2 separate regions of the Manis pentadactyla genome follow, and region 1 is linked to region 2. The links are chromatin contacts, called in public Hi-C maps. All regions are on one chromosome and are shown on one strand. Each heading gives the region's core, a stretch centred on a gene start, on an enhancer-like site or on the middle of the called end of the contact. The rest is flanking DNA. Distances are from core to core; before and after follow the strand shown. Region 1 holds the start of C3H9orf50 (chromosome 3 C9orf50 homolog). Region 2 holds the start of IER5L (immediate early response 5 like).

Evidence for each region. Hi-C and Micro-C count contacts between places; a contact is called where the count stands out from the background.
Region 1: a contact with region 2 is called in a Hi-C map of skin fibroblasts, with 4 times the contacts expected there. The contact joins the promoter of C3H9orf50 here to the promoter of IER5L in region 2. A contact is called at or near these places in 2 of 3 Hi-C or Micro-C datasets (fibroblasts and skin fibroblasts).

The regions. Positions count from the first base shown.
Region 1 is chr3:215,502,874-215,508,245 of mManPen7.hap1, reverse strand. It overlaps C3H9orf50 (chromosome 3 C9orf50 homolog), which reads left to right and starts at 3,758. Exons shown (of 9, transcript XM_057499417.1): 1 at 3,758-3,763; 2 at 3,848-4,213; 3 at 4,733-4,827; 4 at 4,930-5,046. The coding sequence starts at 3,758. It overlaps NTMT1 (N-terminal Xaa-Pro-Lys N-methyltransferase 1), which reads right to left and starts at 1,144. Exons shown (of 4, transcript XM_036913622.2): 1 at 982-1,144.
Region 2 is chr3:215,193,504-215,199,398 of mManPen7.hap1, reverse strand. It overlaps IER5L (immediate early response 5 like), which reads left to right and starts at 2,089. Exons shown (of 1, transcript XM_036913630.2): 1 at 2,089-3,644. The coding sequence starts at 2,312. The coding sequence ends at 3,460. LOC130683050 (a long non-coding RNA gene) reads right to left here. Exons shown (of 6, transcript XR_008996654.1): 2 at 885-1,007.

The DNA of each region.
Region 1 (5,372 bases), core at 2,509-5,008, 310 kb before region 2:
CCCTATAAACTATAGACTGTTAGACACTCTTAGAGGAGTATTGCTGTTATGCCGGGTGGTCAACCCAGCAGACTCAAACAGCTCTGCAAATTTAGAGGGGAGGGGAGTGGCTTCCTAGCAGTGTAATCAACAGAAACACTGCAGAGATTTTGGAGACACTAGCTTTGTGCCTCTATGGCTTCTTGGTTTCCACCAAGCACTCCACATGTACCTCCAACCCCCTCACAGTCCCAGTCTAAGGACAGAAAAACCATTCCACCAAAGGAGTGATGTGTCTTAAAATACACACACACGGGAAGCCGGGCACAGAGTAAGGAGGGTACCTAAACTTACACCGGTCAAGACCCTAGTCCTCTCAGGGTCTCATCTCTCTGGGCAACGATTCTACACATCCAGATCCCATCTGCAGTACTGCACCACCCCACTGCCGGGGCCTCTGCCACCAGCTGTTCCTTCTATCTCTTATTGTACAGACAGGGAAACCAGAGTCCAGAGAGAGGTCACACAATTGATGGGCAGCAAAGCCTGGGCCTTTCGATATGGCAGGCTCTCTGCAAAGAGGCTGACCTTGGCTCCAAGGGCTCCCGGGTGAGCTGTCTTTCGAGCGTCACCTGTGTCTGGCCATTACGGGGCTGGGTCCAAGGTGAAATATGATAGCAACTCCACTGCAGCGAACGCTACTCTCTGCCCGGCTCTGAGCTGAGCACATTCCTGAATCCTCACACCCACCCTTCCAGGGGGTGCTCTCCTCCCCTCATCCCCGGAGAGGAACTGCGGTCCAGGCACCGGCGTGGGGGCGTGCCGCGCCCAGGCTTTGGGTGCCTTGGCCTTCCTCCCGTACCCCCCACGCGCGGCCCAGGGCCAACCGCGGACCTCCCGGGAGCGCGCACGTGGGACCCCGCCAGCTCGCGCCAGGGCCACGTAACCTCCCCAGTTCCGGCGGCCGCCGGCCCCCATCCCGCTCTGCCTTGCGCTACTCACCCCGGGCGGGGGCTCCCAGGACCCGGGAGAAGAGGACGGGGAAGCGGAAGGGAAGGCGGAGGCGGCAGCAGCGAACACCCGGCAAGACCCCAGCCAGCTCCGTCAGACCTCCGCTAGATGCGACACCTCGCGGCGCGCGCAGCCTTTGTCCGCTTACGTCACTTCCGGGCGCCCTGAGGGGCGGGGCGGCGACTGGCTCCGCCCCGAGACCGGTTTACATAGCCCGGTGAGGTCCTGAGCGTCCCAGACATCTGCGATTACGGAAGGATGACGTGGGTTTAAAAAGCCGACACGGACTAGGGCCTCCAGCGCATGCACCGGGACCCCTGAAGGCGGCAAGGCTGGATTTTTAGAAATGAACGTTCTTTGAGTTTTCCAGTGGGTAAGAAGTGGGGAAAAGCCTGTTTCTCAAATCCCACCCATTACAATTTGCATCTTAAAATAACATACAGATCAAGAAAAAAGAAATGCCCCTGGCAGTGCCAAGGGGTTGTCATCCTAAATAAGCAGAACAAATCCATAAAGTCTCCATTTTAAAAAGTTTGCCCTCTCCCCCCAACCTCCTCCCATATGTGAAAATTCTGGAATAGTCCCTGAAGCAGCCTGAATGGAAATATGAGTTTGCAGGTAGGTAGACCCTGTGAATCTCTTCAAGCCTCCGTCTATCTTCCGCCAGACAGATGGAATAATTACCTTCCAGCACTCTGAGGGTCAAATCTGTGGGCTATTGCTAGTCACGCCTTCAGCCCTCTGCTTGCAGTGGGCTTTCTGTAAAGAAGAACTGTGAGAACTACAATATTCATCATAAGTTCATGTCTCCTGATTTTAAATATATAGAGCCTTCCTCTGGGTGTGGCACATAGGAGGTGCTTAAAAGTTTTGCTCTAATGAATTGGAGCCGAAAAGCCCTGTTCAATTGGGTCCCCCAAATCTGTTCATGTAAATATTGTTTGGCATTCTCTGTAGAGTACTCCAGGTCAGACTTGGTTCCCCTGACCTGGGCCCTCTCCCAAGCTAAATTTTCCACATCTCTAAGGGAAGGGGATAAATTCTGGGCAACCTCCATTGCTGTAGTGTCTATAATCTTTTGGGGGCAGCTCTAGCCCAACTCTTTTAGAGGTGCCTAAATATCCACCCCTACCCCCTTTTTCCCCCCCTGTGAATGGAAGAAGACACTATACCTGGACTCCAAGGCCTTTCCAAGTCTGGCTAGCCCCCTCACCTTAAAGCCTCTTGCATCTCTGAATTCCCAATCCCTGCACATAGTAATTGCTCAATAAATGCTTGCCAGCGTCCAAGGGCTAGATGGAAATCATCTGGTTAGTCTGGTGCTCCTCATCCATTTCTTAAAAAGTCACATATGCTTAGAATAGATGTTAAAAGTTCTCATCTTGCTCACTCAGTATTTGAACTTCTCAAGGAGGTAACGCCCTTCCATCCCTGGTTGAGGAATATTTGCAGAAATGGTATACACTGACTGTGATGGCTCCTTCAGGCAGACGCCTTATAATTTGAATCACAAAGTCACTTTTTCATGTTCAAATTGTAAAGTTATACCATGCCAGGAAAACTACTAGTCCAAACTACCTTCTCCCAGACTTGCATTTCACAGTACAAGCTTTTCCCTGTCCCCTCCCAGTCAAGTCACAGATGGGGCACAACAGTCCATTGACTGTGGAGGCCTGAGAAAGGAGAGACACAGCAAACAAGCAGAGCATGGACACAGAACTGGGTCTCAGAATGGGTTCTCTTTGTTTTCAGGCCCACTACATTCTTACTGTCCAATCTTCCTGTGGAGGTTCTATTTCCAGAGACACTCAACCCAAAGAGGACCCACCTGGGCCTCCCAGACTCGGCAGGGATAGCCAAACCCTGGCTGCCCTGGTCAAGAGTCCCAATACCCTCTTGTGACTGCAGCCTTGGCATCCCGAGCTCAAAAGCCCCACGCTCTGTCCCTAGGCCTCAGTGCCCACTGCTCCAGGGCCTTGGGGCAGGGGTGTGTCACCCTGATGCAGCAAGGATGTGAGAGCCGAGGGACCAGGACTGGAAGATGGGCTCTCCCAAAGACCAGCCCACCTGTTAGGGGGCTCTAAACATTGGGGACCTGCTCTGGCCCCTGCAGAAGCCCCACTAGGGTGAGTATGACACTGGGGGCCAGCTCAGAGCTGACAACAATCTGGGAGTGGGGGATAGTGAGAAGGAAGCAGGCTCCAGCACCGCCGAGTCAAAAGCTTGGAAGCAGGTCTGGGGGCTCTGTCTCCCAAAGGGGATGTTTGTTAAAAATATGTCTTGGCCCCACCTGAGACGAATCAGAAGCTGGGGCATATGTATTTTCCAACAAGCTCCTCACCAAGGGGTTCTGAGGCCCCGGCGGGATTGGGCAACTGCTGGGCAGGTCTCGCCCTTCAAGCTGGTTCCAGGCTCCCTAATGCCCAGCAGAGCGCTGATTAACAGTAAGAACGCCCAAGACTTGAACGCTCTGTGTGCTAAGTGCTCTCTACCAGGCGGTGCCCGTTCATTCCCACACAGGAGCAGGTGCCCCGTCATCCCCATTCTACAGATGGGGTCACTGAGAGGAGCTCATTGGTTTGCCCAAGGTCACAGAGTTAATAACTAGTGCAGCTGAGACTAAATCCTAAATAATACTTTTAAAAGAATAACAATATTATTCTTCAATATAATAACAGCTAGTCTTTGTTGAGCACGGACAATGGGCCTGGCACTGCTCTAAGCTATTTGCATGGGCTCTCCCACTTAAACGCCACAGCAACTCAAAATGAAGGTGAGTGCCCTCACCGTCACCACATTTCAGGTGAGGAAACAGGCAACGCGAGCTCTAGCCTGAGGCCACTCACCGTCTGGCCAGCCAGTGGTGGTATCGCCAAGCGACACTGCCCCCGCTCTGGACAGTAGGGCCTGGCGCCCGGCCTACGCCCTCCCGGCCCCTCAACACGGCACCCCGCCCGCACCGGCAGGGGGATGCCCGGAGCTGAGCGCGGGGCCACACCGGCCCCGGCGTTGCCCCAACCCCGCGGCCCGGCAGGTGGCGCCCAAGAAGCTCCCTGGCCGCGGCGCCCGCCGAAGGACAGACCCTGCGCTGCCCAGGCCGCCTACGCCTGAGCTCGGAGCAGCCCCTGGAGCGAGGGGTTCATGGGGAGCGAGGGCCTAGGGGGGCGACGCCGAGTGGTGGTGGCAGGCTTCCAGCTGCGAGTTCTCGCACCCAAAGCCTGGGGTGGGCGTCAGGGGTCCCCCGCCGCGCCTGCCCGTCCTGCCCGCCGCGGCCTAGCGGGCGGCGCAGAACCCCACTGGCCTGAGGTCGCTGCCGCCGCCGGCGCACGAGCTCCTGGCCCCCGCGGCCCAGGCCTGGAAGATGGGAGGACGGCCGGAGGGACTCGTCCGGGGGCCCTATGACTCCTTGGGCGCCCTGCTAGGAGAGCTCCTGCCCAGCAGGTTTCGGCAGTTCCTTCGCCAGCTCGGGGCTGGGTGTGCAGTGCAGCCCCAGTCACCGAGGGAGGCCCTGTGGGGCCTCCCAGGGGGCGGGCGGGGCAGGGGCTCCCACCAAGTGCAGGATGATGCTAATGTTAGTTGTGTATGGCTGGCAGAGTCCTGGCAACCACGCTTTGAGGACCAGTCTGCCACTGCGCCTATTGTACAGATGAGGAAACTGAGGCCCAAGGCCATACAACCAGGAAGAGCCTAGTAATGACTGCGCCTCCTTGAGTGAAGGCTTGTAACTGTTCCCATCTCCTAGCTCCCAGGATCTTCAGCATTGCAACATCAAAGGCGTGTGTCAGAGCACTGCCAGCCTTCTCAGTGTCCCTGCTGCTCTGTCCTCCCAGACCTGCGGTAAGTGTCAGTGACCTGCTGCTGCGGATGGGGTTACCATCAATGCTCTGAAGTGGAGGGACCCTGATCACTTATGCTAGGTGTCGCTTATTTGTCTTCAAGGGGCCAGTCATTGAACTTCCAGAATAGTCTTAAGAAGATTTTGCTCCATCAGATGCCTGCCCTGGGGCCCCTGAGGAGAGATCACTCACAATTTACCACGGTCAAGAAGGCCAACCAGTGAGTTACGGGAGGATGGGGCTAGGGAAGTGGGGAGAAGGAGCATTTTCCCCTTCCTTTCTTGCCTCTGCCTTTCATCCATGAGTTTATCCACCTATCCATCTGTATGTCCGTCCATGAATCTGGTCTTCTGCCAAAGCATTCACAGTCTATTCATGAATCCACCACCCATGCACCCACCCATGCACCCATCCACTCGTTCACCATTACATAGATCTGTCCGTGAATCAGGTGTTCTCCCAACCCATTCGAGGATCATCCATCAACATCTACGAATCCGTCTACCCATTAATCAGGTCTTCTACCAACGTGTTCATAATTCATCC
Region 2 (5,895 bases), core at 840-3,339:
ATGAAGGCCCCAAATCAGCATTAATAATACATTCCTGGACTCTTGCAACCTGCCAGACCCGTGGGTCCGCTGTTGCATACGGAGTTCTCACAGCTGTAAAGCCCGATAGGACCTCTGCTTCCCTGCCCATGCTAGTGATGTCTCAAAGGAGAACTTCAAAAATAAATAAAAGAAGCCTTTATGTGTCTTTAAGACAGGCCCTAGGGAAGTGAGGGGTAGTATATTTTTATTCCTACAGGTCTATCACATGGACAATTCCACACCTGTATGTCCCTATCACCAGATCACCAAGAGAATGGAAGTAAGATGCCCTTTCTCGGCAGTCCCCTGAAAATGTCAACCTGGCTTCTCTGAGTCGGGCAGGGAGAGGTGCTACTGGTCACAGGTGCTCAGACCAGTATGGGATGTTCGTAGGCAGCCTGCAGAAGGCAGCGCCCTGGGCCTGGAGCTGGGGACTCTGGGCAAGTGCCTTCCACTCCCGGTGCTCAAGTTCCCTCATCTTAAAAATGGGTTCAATACTCCCTAGCTTTATTTCCACCTTTGACGCCTGGCATGAGTAGATGCTGAAAACTGCTTGAGGAAACAAATCTGGAGGAGTCTTAAGACTGAAGGGAGTCCCAGAAACTGCAGGACGGGCTGGCTGGGTCTCTTCACGCCCACCAAGGATGAACCAGGTGCTGAGGACCACAGGCCCAAGAGGAGACTCCGAAGAAACCCTGAGGAGAGGGTGCTCCCGGGGCCTCCCTCTCCCACGAGGGGGTGAGCAGCCCACAAGGGGGGCTCTCATAGCCTCTGTGAACCCTGTTCCTCCTTTAAGGGCCAGCTCAAGGACCCACTCCTCAGGAAAGCCTTCTGACCACTACCCACCCACCCCAGCTATGTACCTTGGACCCCTCTCAGTCATCCCTCCGTCAGGCCTCTTAGTGCAGATGCAGACCAACCTGGAGATCGCAGCCCTTTCCTATGTCCTCTGGTTGTCTCAGTCCCCAGCCTGGAGGAGACGGCCCCTGAATAGTTCAGCACAAGAAGGAAAACAGTGTCAACAAGTTAAATTGTGAGTTCCTCAGCCTTTGCTAGACATTCACCTCCAGCCAGGAGCTCACAGCCCTGGCACAAATCCTGGCTCTAGCCCTTCCGAGCTGTGTGATTCCCGAGTCACCCCAACTCCTCTGAGACTTGGGGTCCCTGTCCAGCCAGCAATCACAGCAGAGGATTCAGGGCGGTTCTGGCAAGGGCCTGCCCCATACTAGCCACATAATAATAGCCCCCATTGTCATTATTATTAGTTAGGAAGGAAAAGAAAGGTTACAGAACCGATGATTAGGACACCTGGTGTCAGCTCTCAGAGGCCCATACACTTCTGGGGCATGCCTCGGAAGCTCCCCCAACAGAGGCCAAAATTCACCATGCTTTTTTAGTTTGTCGCGTCATTCAAATGCAGAGGACGGATCTTCCTCGAGTATTCCCTGAGGCCCCTCAGCCAAAAAGCCAGGGAATCAGACACAACATTTTCTTCCATTGAGGGCACCTCCGAATGTCTCTTCCTTGAGGGTTCTCCAAGGTGAGGCCAGCGGCCCCACCAGTCTCCTGCAAAGGCCAGGGGTCCCGCGGGCCAGCCGGGAACGTCAGGTGAGAAAGGAGGTCCTGCCGCGTGGCCAGGAGTGGGGAGCCGCACGCACCTGCCGCAGGTGAGGCCCAGCCGTGCGGAAGGGGGAGGAGCTGTCGCCCCGCCACGCTCGCACCTCCAGCAGCAGCTGCAGCCGCACCCTGCACCAGGAGCTAGGCTAAGGGCGGCTGGGGGCTTCAACGTGGCGGCTGCGAGGTGACTCGTGTTGCAGACAGCAGCCCCAGGGGCTCCGGAGACCTGCGCGGCGCAGCAGCCCCAGGAGAACATTCGAGGCAGCGGCAGCGTTGGAGGCCCGGGGTCCGTTCGGTATTTGAATAGCACAAAGGAACCGCCTTGGTCTGATTGGCCCACGGAGAGGCCCCGGGGCGGGCAGCGCCTGTCACTCGGGAGTCTTTGGACACTTCTATTGGTTCATCAGGTGCGGGGCGGGACCCGGATGCCCGGCTAAATAGCTGGGGCCGGGGCCGGCCGAGGCTCATTGCTTTGGCGCCGACTGGGGAGCACGAGCCTGCGGGGGGCGTGCAGCGCACGGTGGCGGCTCCTTTCGGAGCGCAGCCGACCCGCTGACCCGGGCTCCGTTTCCCTGTCCAGCGTGGCCCCGCGGCCGGCTGGAGGCCGAAACAGTAGCGGCATTAGCAGCGGCAGCGGCTGCTCCGCCGCCGCCGCCGCCGCCTCCGCGGGAGCATGGAGTGCGCCCTGGACGCCCAGAGCCTGATCAGCATCTCCCTGCGCAAGATCCACAGCTCCCGGACCCAGCGCGGCGGCATCAAGCTGCACAAGAACCTCCTGGTGTCCTACGTGCTCCGCAACGCGCGCCAGCTCTACCTGAGCGAGCGCTACGCCGAGCTCTGTCGGCGCCAGCAGCAGCCGCCCCACCAGCACCAGCACCCGGCGTACGCAGCGCCCGGCATGCCGACCAGCGCGGCCGATTTCGGGCCGCTCCAACTCGGCGGCGGCGACGCGGAGGCGCGCGAGCCGGCCGCCCGGCACCAGCTGCACCAGCTCCACCAGCTGCACCTCCAGCAGCAGCTGCACCCGCACCCGGCGCCCAGGGGCTGCGCGGCGGCGGCCGGGGCGCTCGCGGAGCTGCCCGGGGGCGCCTCGCTCCAGCCGCCTCACGGCGCACCCCACCGCGGGCAGCCCTTGGAGCCGCTGCAGCCGGGTCCTGCGCCGATGCCGCCCGCGCCCGCCGCGCTCTGCCCGCGGGACCCTCGCGCCTCCGCTGCCTGCTCCGCGCCCTCCTCGCCCCCAGGGGCCGCCCCCCAGGCCGCAGCCGCCGCCTCCCCGCCCGCCTCCCCGGCCCCCGCCTCCTCCTCCGGCTTCTACCGGGGCGCGTACCCGGCCCCCTCGGACTTCGGCGTGCACTGCAGCAGCCAGACCACCGTGCTGGACCTGGACACTCACGTGGTGACCACGGTGGAGAACGGCTACTTGCACCAGGACTGCTGCGCCGCCGCCCACTGCCCCTGCTGTGGCCAGGGAGCCCCGGGACCCGGCCTGGCATCCGCGGCCGGTTGCAAGCGCAAGTATTACCCCGGCCAGGAGGAGGAAGACGACGAGGACGAGGACGCGGGCGACTTGGGCGCGGAGCCCCCCGGGGGCGCCCCGTTCGCGCCCTGCAAGCGCGCCCGCTTCGAGGACTTCTGCCCCGACCCGTCCCCGGACGCGTCCAACATCTCAAACTTGATCTCCATCTTTGGCTCGGGCTTCTCCGGGCTGGTGAGCCGACAGCCGGACTCCTCGGAGCAACCGCCGCCGCTCAACGGGCAGCTGTGCGCCAAGCAGGCGCTCGCCAGCCTCGGCGCCTGGACTCGAGCCATTGTCGCCTTCTAGGGACCCCCCGAGGGCACGGGGCCCCGGGGCCCCGCGGGGCTGGGGCCAGACAAAGACTCGGCCAAGGGGCGAGAGGAGGGAGCAAACAGGCGCCCGGCCACTCGGGTCTGAGCTGGGAACCAGCAGGGGAAGGCGGCTGATGTTTTATAAATTGTAAAATAATAATAAAAAAAGAAATCTAAGATCTTGGACTTTATTTTTGCAGAGAGAAAAAGCGCCTATTTAAGTATGCTTTGTGTTTCTCCTACTCTATTTTTTCTTTTTATCGTAGTGATTGCAGTGGTGTTTAGCGAGAAGCCAGCCACGTGAGGGAGGGCTGCTGCCCGGAGGTGGTGCCGGGCAGCCGGGGGCGAGGCAGGGTGCCCGGGCCGCCGGAGCGCGCCGGGGACGCAGAGCAGAAGGGCGCGAGGCCCCGGACGCCAATGCCAATCAGTTGTCAGACCCAGGAAGCCCGGCTCCGGGTTCTCCCGAGTACCTCCGTGGGGTGAGGAATGGGTCTTGTGAAATCCTGAGCAAAAACAAAGGCAAATTCTATCTCCGAAAGGGACGTTTGGGTCACATTTCCTCTCTGGGGGCGGCCTCCAAAGTTCTCAAAATGAGAAGGCAGAAATGAAAACACTTCAACTTTTTTTTTCTTTCCCGGGGCGGGTGTCTTGAGCCCCTCCTCTCCCAGCTCTCTGGCTCCTTTCGCCTCCCCTCCTCCACCCGTCTCCCGGACTCGGGGGTGGCACCCGACACCCCGACACTTTCGGACACCGTTTGGGGAAGGGGTTGGGGGCGGGCACGGCGGACTACATTTCCCATCATGCCCAACACTGCGGTCCTCACTAAACAAAAAAGGAAGTCGATTCCTTCACCTGGATCCCCGGCGGCCCCGAGGGAGGGAGGAGCCGGGACCGCCGACTGCGTTGGAGACTTTTCACTAAGTTCCTGGTCAGATGTGTTGTGTGTGTGTGCTTCTAAAGTTGCACTGTCCTGGTTTCAGCCTTTGGTTGCATTTCATGAAACCAGCATTGTTCGAGGCTCCGAGAACCCTGTCCTGTGTCTTCAGCTCGATAGATTTTGTTTAATTTAAAGCCTTTTGTTGTAAAAAGGTGGGGTTGCTCTGCAGCCCCTCTGGTTCTCTGCCACCAGCACCATGTGGACTCCAAAACAAGTTGCCAACCGTTCCTTTCTTGGCCCTTCTCCCTCATTCTCCTGTATTTTTGTGCATACTGAATTGTATATCACCGGGTAAAACTGTTCAAATTATTTGTTTAAATTTATAATCTTAATAAAAAGTCGATTATAGAGGATGGTGGTGCCTTGTTTTTAGGTCTGCCTTGGAGGTAGCGGGGAGAACAGAGGGAGGCGGGGAGAAACCTCTACCCCCATGCAAATACCAGCTCTCCAAGGCCAGAGCAGGAGGGATCTGCCTACACCCGCAAGGCCCGGTTGGGAGCAGGATGGGCCCGTCAGGGGTGGGGGTGGATGGATGTCGTTTGCCGGGGATGAAGCCACTGCAGCGCGCTCCTGGGGACCTGCCCCAAAGGAACCAGCCGCCCCCCGGGTCTCCAGTAGGAAGCCCAGCCTGCCTCCAGCACATTTCCTGCCCGGCGAGGGACGCAGGGCCTGATCGTCTTCCAGCGTGAGCAGAGATGAGGCCGGAGAAAACAGCCGAGGGGTGCCGGGGGGCTTCTGGGCCACCCACATTCCCCGCCGCGGGTCTCCGCCCGCACGTCCGCACGTCTCCTGCTGCAACTTGGGGAAGTTTTTTCCTTTTCCTTTTTTTTTTTAAGTTGAGTTTGTTATCACTGCTCGGTGCCGCTTGGTGGTGTGCTGGCGGCGCCTCCCTCCCTCCTCGCGCCCCTCCCTCCCCAGTGGAGGCAGGAAGGCTCCGGCGCGCTCTCCCCTCTGACCACCCACGGAATGACCTCAGAGTGGGGGAATGTGCCAAGGCCCCGAGGAGCTCGCGTTCTCCCCACTGGAACCAAATTCACATCTGGAGCCGCGGCTCGGGCCGGGGGCGCGCGGGGTGGTTCCAGTTTTGCAGAAAAAGGGGATAGGAGAGAAAGACTTGGGGGGATGGGGGAGAGAGAAAGAAAAGAAGCAAAGTAACAGCCCGCCCCCCGTTTGTCTGAGTCTCTCTCCCCGTGTCTCTCTGTCTCTGGCTGTCTCCTCAGCTCCCTCGCGCTCGCTTCTCGTCCCTGTTCCGCCCTTTCCTACGCCAACCACCCAGCTGGACGCCTCCCGCAGCGAGAGGAGGGGGTAGCCGCCTAGAGGCCCCCTCCCCAGACTCGGAGAGACTGACGAAAGCCAGTTCCAGGGGCCCGCTCGGCTCTGGGTCCCCGAGTCGCGCGAGGCGAAGTTCTCGGGGACACTCCAGAGCGCGGGGGGCCGCGAAGGTCCGTGGTGGGGTTATGGGAAGAGGGAGGTTAATGGAGGCGTGAGTTACG